2 separate regions of the Mus musculus genome follow, and region 2 is linked to region 1. A link is a contact called in public ChIA-PET data. All regions are on one chromosome and are shown on one strand. The core of a region is the stretch at or near the end of the contact, and the rest is flanking DNA. Distances in the headings are between cores, read along the strand shown. Region 1 has its middle 36 kb from the start of Gm31658. Region 2 has its middle 70 kb from the start of Oxsm.

Evidence for each region. ChIA-PET counts read pairs in DNA pulled down with a chosen protein or histone mark.
Region 2: an RNA polymerase II ChIA-PET map of memory CD8 T cells shows a contact between it and region 1, with 11 times the contacts expected there. The contact joins two enhancer-like sites. A contact is called at or near these places in 4 of 484 Hi-C or Micro-C datasets (CD4 T cells, double positive thymocytes, neural progenitor cells and 1 more) and 4 of 115 datasets of contacts at active chromatin or transcription factors (double positive thymocytes, large pre-B cells, memory CD8 T cells and 1 more).

What each region holds. Positions count from the first base shown.
Region 1 is chr14:15,270,056-15,274,931 of GRCm38.p6, reverse strand. No RefSeq gene overlaps it. Among named protein-coding and RNA genes, the nearest start is that of Gm31658, 36 kb to the left of the region's middle. Within about 2 kb of position 1,566, at least 12 of the 459 cell types and tissues checked have an H3K27ac peak or open chromatin away from gene starts, as enhancers often do. A contact at or near this core is called in memory CD8 T cells and regulatory T cells, where this site is marked.
Region 2 is chr14:16,171,313-16,176,346 of GRCm38.p6, reverse strand. It overlaps the pseudogene Gm8517. Among named protein-coding and RNA genes, the nearest start is that of Oxsm, 70 kb to the left of the region's middle. Within about 2 kb of position 2,801, at least 65 of the 459 cell types and tissues checked have an H3K27ac peak or open chromatin away from gene starts, as enhancers often do. A contact at or near this core is called in memory CD8 T cells and regulatory T cells, where this site is marked.

The sequences.
Region 1 (4,876 bases), core at 317-2,816:
TTAGAATAAAATAGCTAGTAATTCACACCAGCACAATGTTAGTGCACCTTTTTTATTGTGCTGGAAATTTTGTTTGAGGTTTGGTTGTTCCTGTTGTTGTTGTTGTTTCCCTTCCTTTCCTTTCCTTTCCTTTCCTTTCCTTTCCTTTCCTTTCCTTTCCTTTCCTTTCCTTTCCTTTTCTTTTCTTTTTAAGAGGAAACAACACTTAGTTCTCCTTTGCCTGGTGGATTTTAGCATAAATGTATATAGATAAAGAGTACAAAGAAAAAAATGAGTATAGCAATAGGTTATTGGACTCTGCTAATCAAGATGAGCTAGGTTACATCTGGTTACTGCTCTGGGAGAATCTCTTTTATTGTGATTTCTAAGTCTATTCTAAGTGGTTTTAAATTTTATTCTATGAAAAATTTTAGGTCAATTATGTATTATTGACTAAGTAAATATTATATTACTAGTACATAAATATCTCATTTATATATGATTATAAATAAATCTGCTTATCTGACCAAAATATAAGTATGCTAGTATGACATTGTGTATCTTATGACTGTCATGTAATTTCTCAACACAAAATTTTAAGGTAGATTCTCTTTTGGCCATGCTTTGGCAAGAAGTTTTCAATGTAAGATATTTAGCAAATTGTCTTCAGTAAAGAGCAAAGATGAGATTTTAAGCCAAGGTAGTATGGTATGGTCCCCAAAGTGAGATGCTCCCCTTAATGCCATAGGAATTTAAGGAATGCTGGATAGAATTCTGCCTGGCCCTTCTTTGAGCCACTTTCCTTTCTGGTTATATGCTGACCCCTGCACTGCCATAGCACACATACTGGTAACCGGAGCTGTGACTATCTAAACAGGGAGTTAGCCAGGAGCTTAGGGGAATGCAGCATTACAACAGCCTTCAGGATAACAGCTCAGAACTACCTTCTAGAGAGGCTATGCTTCCTATGTAAGGATCTTTCTTCACTCCTACTACAAGGAACAATACTAATTATTTTCTTTTTTGTGGCAGTTTAATGTTTCCCCAGGGTTGGTGCCCTTGGTTTTAGAAACTGGCTTAGAATACTCATGTCCAGGAATACAAATGCTACACAATGTGAATTTCATTTTCTGCTTGGTTTTGTAAGTGAAATCATACTCTGTTACCACTCCTGTCTGCTGCCACCAAAGGCATTAATGAAATGTGACTTCCAGAATTAGTTTTCAAGATTGTCTTCCATTACACTCAGTTGTCTGAAAATGCTTTTTAAAATCTATGTCTAGACACAATGAGGTGTGGGGAAAGTCACTCTTACTAATGCTCAGTGAGGTCTGCTAGTCACATAGATTGTTTAATCTCTGGATTTAAAGGTCAAGACCTGCACAGAGATTTTAACAGTTACAACTGAGAGCTGTTCTCAGATAAAAACTACACAGATTCATGTTTCACTGTTTGGAGCCCAAGTTTCAGGTTGTCTTCAAAATTGATGTTTCAATTCATCAAAACCTCAGAAGTTGATACAGAGCCAACCATCCTTCAGAAATACATCCTTCTCTTGATCTAAGCTCTTTGTTCTGGATGTGGTTTCTGAAGCACAAAGTTTGAGAGTGAGATGAAAGACCTTGGGGCCATTTCCCTGTGGACAAACTCTCAGCTCTCATTCTGAAGAAACCACACTTAGAAGTGGTCAGCATGGGAAAGAGGTAAGCAGCACACTGTTCACATGGCTCTAGCTGCAGCACAGTATCTTCCAGCATCTCTTTGTAAGCCGGCCAATTCATTGTGACTTAATGTTTACACAGACCTGACTAAGGTTGCACAGTTCTGTGATCAGGCTGTACCCATGGGACATGTAGAAGTATTCTTGAATCATAACTTAGTGTTTCCGGTCCACACATGAGGTGAGCAGCTCAGACTCACTCCTCTTGTGGCACTGTTAACACAGCATGATGAGAGCAGCATCCTAGCTTGAAGTGGTTGACAGATGAGAAAATGCATTAGAGTGTGGCTGTAGTCCCAGGTAACGTGTATTTCTATCTAGATAGTGATTAAGAAACACAAAACCGCTCTTTAAATAAATAAATAAGTGAGTATCTGCTTTCAAAATGATGTATACAATGTCAACCTCCCAAAGATAAGTTATGGAAGAAGCAATTGTTAATGTTCATAGTTTCTAAGAATTGTTGGCTTATATTAATTTTTAATTTTCACTGTCTTAATTTTATTATATAGGTAGGAAACATTTTTCCCACTGCTGGGGGCATTGTTTGGGAAGGTTCTGGAAATTTGTTGTCTGGCGTCTAGATAAAGGAAGTATATTTCAAATAGTATAAGCTTTTATGTTTATAGCATAAGCATGTTTCCTGTCTCATCTCTACATCCTGTTTTGTTGAGATGTGACAAGGTGAGAAAAAAATAGCCAAACACTATACCATCCCTTTCTGCTTTCATAGACTACACCCTCAAGCTATAATCAAATGCCAGCTTTTCTCCATTAAATTGCTTCTTGCCTGGCATTTGTTTGCAGAAATGTTAAAAGTAACTAACACAGAAGTTTGATAACAAGAAGTTGGGTTGTGAAAGTTGGATTGGGAATGTGAGTGTATGATTATGTAGATCATAGGACCAAAGAACATTAAGCATAGCTGCATGCATTATTCTGGTAGGAGCTCATGAGACCAGAATGAAACAGTAAAACTAGAGACACTGAAGGTTATTTTCTGCTTCTGGTTCTATAGAGATACAGGTGAGGAGACCTAGCCCTACTAGAGTGCCTTCTCACTTACAGTGGACTATATACTCATCTCTTGGTTAATTTTTGCTGTAAACTCAAACAGAATTGAAGTGTCTTTAGTCTTGTCTGTATAGCTGCTTCCAGGATGACAGAATGACACAGCCTAAGTTGCTCCTATTGAGCAAATTGTCACAACTGTAAGAAACATAACTAACCTTCCAACCATGATCCAAAGTTAATTCTTCCTCTCTGACAATGGTTTTTGTCAGGCATTTGGTTATAGAAATAAGAAAAACAACTGATACACATGTAGATTGGGAGGCGGCAACAGATTAATCAATACACAGAGAAAATACAAATTTGTTCTAGAAAGGTAAATAAGACTCATTTTTGGTTCCGTATCAAATCTCTGCTGACTTTTATCCTCAGTAAATAGGTTAATGTTAGAATCTACCTTATTGAAACTGACATTCGTGAGTTATAGGAATCATGAGATGAAACCAGGAGCCCTGAGGACTTTACCAGCTCCTTACATTCTTCTCACAGGCTTTGTTGTTGTTGTTTTAAAGATAAGAACAAGTGCCAGGTGTGGTGGTGCACGCCTTTAATCCCCGCACTTGGGAAGCAGAGGCAGGTGAATTTCTGAGTTCGAGGCCAGCCTGGTCTACAGTGAGTTTCAGGACAGCCATGGCTACACAGAGAAACCCTTTCTTGAAAAAATAAAATAAAATAAAGATCAGAACATCCTAGGTAATCAGGAGTAGAACAAGAAGAGAGTCCGGTTAAATTTTCAAATTTATCCTATTTTTCTGGGACACCTCCTGACATGGGTCTATGGTGAAAGGAGTTAGCAAGGTCTTCTCTTCTGTCCCCACTCATACCAACTCTGCACTAAACAAGAAAGACAGTGAAGTACTGGTAAATTATGGTAGGATGTCATGGGAGAAAGAAATAATCACTTTTCCTCTGCCTAGTGCCCACTCTGAGATCTGCTAGAGATCATTATCAGTAATCACGTCAGGCCCCAAGCTAAATGACTAGTCAACATTGGCACATTTAATACTCATCCAGTCCAGTAAGATGCATAGCTACTCATAGCTTTTGCAAATTAGAATCATGGAGATTTTAATTATGCAAATCTGAAATTGTTTAATATAAAGTATCAACACATTCTCACTTCATTTGCAAACTTCAAATATAGCAATAGCAAGCCACTCTCAATTTAAAGTATTACCAAGAAATTCCCTAATTCAAAATTAAGCTTAAAATGCTAGGTTTGATGATACATATCATAGTTCCAGCTACTGGGGTGTCTGCGGCCTAAGGATAATGCTCTTGAGAGCAGGCTGGCCTACTTAATAATACTCTTTCTCAATAAGAAACCCAATGAAAATTCACAAAAAATAAAATGTAAGCCTAGAGAAAGCTTTCAATCTGAATTACACCTTGCTAACATATGGTAGATACTTTTGCTGAAAATTAATAATTGTTAGGATTAAAGTTAAAGCTTGCTGAAAACTAGCTAAGTGCTTCCTGGATTTGAAGCCATCTATTTATAACAGGAAAGAAAATCCTGCCAAATAGAACTATTATGATCCCTAATTTGCAGAGAAGGAAGAGAAGATGTGCAATTATTGAGGAAGAAGATGGAACCCAGCCTTGCTCCAAAGGATTAGTCCTGAATTTGCATCTTTAATCAAATCAGGTTTTAGAGCTGTCTCCTATGATGTATGCTTTCCTTGTGGATTTTCATTCTTACCTTTGAAATCAAATTGAGAGGCAGTTAAGTAACTTTTGCACAACCTCAAGGCTAATGGGATGGACATTCACAGGACAGGGAGAGTAAATTGACACACACAGGCAGATCTCACCTGGCACCCAGCTGAGCACCCGTTGACACTGCATGTTATTTTTGTACCTCTTCGTCCCCGGAACTATAAAGATGCATCTGAGAAAGCACGCGAGTCCACATGCTGGACACCCTTCTGACTCCTTCAGTTCCAGCCTTGACAGAAAACATCTGGGCACCTTCTCAAAGGCTCCCACTCTGCTGCTGTGTCCTCTGGAGCAAGCCAGGTCCCTTAGCAGCTTGGAGATGGTTGTTGCCACACCCTGCCTTCCTCCCTATGTTTTCTACCACAGACTGATTTAGCAGATCATGTC
Region 2 (5,034 bases), core at 1,552-4,051, 900 kb before region 1:
CTTCTGTCTTTCATTCCCCACCTTTCCTATATTTCCACATGAATTTTCTCTCTAGCGCTTTAATAATCCTTTACTTACTTAGAAGGTCTATTTGTTAATTTCAGACATTTAGTGTATCTGCTGAGATCCATAAAAGCTTTCTGCTAGTTATTTAACAAACCCAAGAAAATACTTCAGAAAAGTAGGTAGGAAAATTTCAAGGTTTTGAATAAATGTTTTAATGCACTAAAAAACTTACCTAAATCAAGCATCACTTGGTGAGTTGCCAATATAGACTGCTGTGCTGGTTTCTTGGGGTCTGAGGATGGGTAATAGCTCACAATAACTGGAGGCTAGACCCTTTTCAGCAACAATTCTCTGCTTAGTGTTTATCCTGCTTTTGATTAATTTTTTTTGTTATTATCCAAAAATCTCTATTTTATACAACTCAGTATAGTATGGAGTGTGCATTCCCAATTGGGGAAAACTAGAAACATTCTAATTTATGAGGCAACATTTTAACAATTTATTTGATTCTAAATTCTACCTGAAAGTTTTCTCTTGATCATTTCTAATGTCATTGGGTCATTGTATGTCTGTGACCATGGGGCTAGGGACATTATTAAGGTAAATAACTATTATCCTCAGTGCTTTTCAGAAGAACACACACAAACACACACACACACATACACAACCATATAGGAGCACAGAATGACATTAGTCCTGTGAACTACAGTGCGTTTTGTTGCATTTGACAGTGTCTCAAGAAACTGACATAATTTTAAGGGGATCCTCTCCATTTCCCTCTCCTCCCTTCTCTTTTTCTTTCTCCTTTTTTCATTTCCTTTTCTTTCTTTGCAGTTGTGGGAGTCAAACTCAGATTTTACACATTTTGGACAAGCACTCTACCACTGAACTATGTCTTCTACCCTTCACGGGACATTGTAAATGGAAAGAATATCTCTAATGTACATATAGAGAACAATTGTTTCAGGAGCATGATGCCTGGATGTACAATTGACAGGACAGACAATGTAGTTTGGAGAATATGGGATTTAGAAAGATACGTTTTAACTATGTGGGGTTGCTTTTGAATGCATCTAGGAGGACTTATACTATTCTGCAGATGTAATGGTTTTGTGCAAAAACAAGTATTTTTTTGTGCTATGCTAATCCCATTATCTAATGAACTCAAGTTAAGAAAAGCATTCACATACATCTATGACAGGGAGCCCAGAATTGGGAAGCTTTTTAGTATACTTCATGTTGGGACTTCTGGTTAGAGATATTTAAATGACAATGGCCAATTTGGTTGGCTGGGAAACCTGTGGTATGGGGACATCTATGGCTTGGCCTTCAGGCTTCTGTGTATGTGAGCTTGTAGAGAAATGGAAGCTGAGATCTGAAGAACCAGTGTCAGCTCCACAGTTATCCTGAGGAAATGCCTACCTTGAGGAAACATCTGTGGCCTGAACATCTAAGGTCCCAGGAATGAAGCCCTCTGGTGTCTTGGGTTTGTCTGTCTCAGTCCTAGAAAAATCTTTGTTCCTCAGAGACTCCAGAAAGCAGAAAACTTGGGTCATATGGCAAGTACCATTCTGGTCCTAAAAGGTTTATCTGGTTTGAATCAATGCCTTAGTCAGACTGAGGATATAGGATCAGGCTCCAACTAGGAGAGTCTACTTGTAGGGGCCTCACTGGAAGCAAAATGTAGAATATATCATTTTGGTTAACCACTTGTGTCTGTATTCAGACCATTTTCCCCTCCTTCAAGTTCCTGTGGCAGAGGAGAATTTGGGAAATGCCCTTTTAAGAATACTTCCCTGCCTAGGTCCTAGTAGAGAGTTTTCAGTAGGAACACTTGGTTAGAAAGAGGTAGAGTTTCCAAAGATGCTTTTAGAGAGTCCTAGAGGATCAGCCACATCCTGATTGAGGCAAGTTCTCTGTGAAAGTGCTGGTAGCCAAATTTCCTCTGGTTTTGCTACATGTGTGAATGTCTCTAGATCCCTGTGTAAAGCACTCCTACCTGTAACACAGACCACTTCCACATTTTCCAGATTAATTATGACTACAGCAAGCAATTACAGTTATTAAATTTTCTTGGCAGGGCTTTAACAGGGCAGAAGGGCAAATTAAATAGCAGATTTGGAAGCTAGGGTTGAGGCTTGGGCATAGGGCAGAGGCTGGACAAGCCAGGCCTGGTTTGTGGGTATGGAAGTTTTTGATGTCTATCAGGAACCACATGTGATATAATTGACCACAGCCTTGCTACTTGCTACTGAGTGGTAGCCTGGAAAGGACCAAAGGAGGCACATCAGAAGGTCAGAGGTAGAATGAGGTATATCTGAAACAAGGCTAGGCTGAGGAAAAATGGAAGGCCTAGCATTCAGGGATTCATTTGAAGTCCTGGAAAAGATCCCATGAGGGTCAAGACTAGGGTAAAATAGCCAGACTCATCATAAAGGGACTAAACAGATGAGCCTTGGTGGTTGGGAAAGTCAAGGTAGAAAATACTCACTGATGTTGCATGCCTGTGAGTCTGTGGATCCTGGATCAAGCATTGACCTTTAGGGGGCAAGTAGAGAACATTGGAAATCACAGTGGCTTAAGGCAATAAGACAATGTTTAGTACTCTTACATAACAGCAATAGGGCTTCCCTAAGCAAGTCAAGACTGATTTAGGACGAGGCAAGGAAAGATGCTGTTAGAAATAAGTTTGAAGTTGCAAAGAAAGAGATTACAATCAGGTTAAAGTGTCTCAACAAAGAAGTTTATTTCCTGTCAGAAGGGTGTGTTATTCACAATGATGGTTGAGCAAGCACACCTGCCCAGGAAGTGAACTCGGTTTGTGGGTGAGCAAGCACACCTGCACAGGAAGTGCAATTAGTTTGTGTTTAACTAGCCGCTGACTGTGTCTTTTCCCCATTGGCTGAGATTTGACCTCATGGTCTTTTGAGGGTAGATAATTTCAAAACAATTGGAGCAAACAATGAAGATGAGCAGAGCAGTGAACCATTAAGATATGATGATGCCAAGCAGGGCATTTGTGTAAAATCAGGCTTACCCTGGAAAGGATGAAAACATTTGCATAAAGGTTTTACCAGATGGGGAAAGTAAAGAGATTGGAATTCCTTGTTGTAAACAAAAGTTTTGTAGTGTTTGTCAGGACAGTCTAATATTAAATGTTTCTTACAATATGAAGATTGAAGAGTTACTGACTGTGTCCTGGCTGGTACATCTTGGATTTAGGGCTAAGACAGACACAGCCTCAAATATGGGATCCTTATGTGGCCCCACAGACACTGTCACATATGTGAAATCACAAAGGGGTTCCTTAATGGAGGTATATAAAATGAGACCTCGAGACTATGTAATGGCATTTGTCACTTTTTGTAGATGGCTTCATACACTTAGTGAGGTTCCAAGAAATCAGTTTTCCATTCTGTGCCTCAGTGTACCCCATTTGATGCTTGAATTCACATTCATCACACACATTTTAAAAAACAGAATATAATCTATCAATTTATTATAAAATATTTGCTTTCATTTAAAAGCGACAGTTGTACTGAAGTTCTGACATTTTTTATTGCTATTTTAGATTTTCTATTTTCTTTCAATCAATTGAATTTTAGCAAGATAGCTTTCTTTTTATGTGTTTTTGTGTGGGCTAGTTTTTTCCCCTTTGGTTATGTTTTTATTCAAATAGACTGTCTCTATTGGCTCTCTGGAATGAAACAAATTTTAATCGTTTATGCAGCCGGCTTTTTTCCTTCTGTGGTAGGTTTCTTTTCTGCTGGTTTTCTTGGTAGCCACAACCCTTTTCCCCTGCAGGCTTCTTATCTTCTTGACATCCTTGGGCTTCCTTTCTTCCTTGCCTACAGCCGACTTCTTGTCTGCAGTCTCCTGTGCTGCAACCTTCTTCAAGTTGGCTGCCTGTGCAGTGGCTGCTGTTTCCAGTTTTTCACCTGAAGTTTGTGATTCTGGCCTTAGGAAGAATGGTATTCCTGTGCATAGTCTTTGTGGTTCTTCAGTGGATTCTTCTTCAAGACTCTACACTGAATCTTCTTGTGTGGTGCTCAGGGGGCTCTTTGAATCTCTGGGATTTTCAAGATTCTGCTAAGATCTGAGTTCATCGTCTTGTGCATGGGAAGGTTACAGTTACTCTTGAGGAAAGCAGCCTTATGCCAAATGCCATACTACTCATCTAACTTCCAGAAAGCACTTTGAGTCCAAATTCTGAGACATCCCACATGCCCACCAGGAGTAGATTTTAAAATGTTTTTGCTTACATTAAGTAGAGTAATACCAAGGATGTTTCTGAAGGCCTTGATGAAACCATTATCTTCATTGTATAGGACACAGGGTCCCCACTGCTGGGTCTGCTGTTGGTTTCTCACTTGGCTTTTGCCACCTCTCGTCCTCTGAGAGGAATAGACATTTTTGATGTCATCCCAAACTTTAAGTTTCTTTAGCAGCCTCCTTGGTCTTCTTGTAACCTTCAACCTTATCTTCAACAACCAAAGGCAGTTCTGAAACTCCCTTAATTGGAAGACCTTTAGACATCACCAAAGCTGGTAAAGCTGAGGCAGCCAGAGCAGAAGAGATGGCGTATCACTTTTGTGTTGTGTTCACTCTGTGGTGCCAATGAGGTTTTGGTTGTTGCAAATGTTAAGTCCCCAGGACACATATTTTCAAAGGCACCCTGACCAGAATAGTGGGGTAGGTCTCACCATTTCCAACTCTTGGAATTTGAGCCACAGCTTTGTTAGTACCCCAAGACTCAGCACTGGTCTGATGACCTGCTAATTCCCTGATGGCACAGGACTATCTGTTTTTTTTTCCCTCAAGTTGGTGTGAACAAAGTTCACATTATCCAGTCTAAAGGGAGCTTTGAACACAGCTGGCAAAGTGATATTATTGCCAGATGACTCCCCTTTTTAGAGTACACTGATAATAGGGATAAGGTACAAGCTATGACAGGAGAGGAGAAGGCCACACTCCTCTCTTGGTATAATTTTTTTGTTTGTTTGTTTGTTTGTTTGTTTGTTTTTTAGC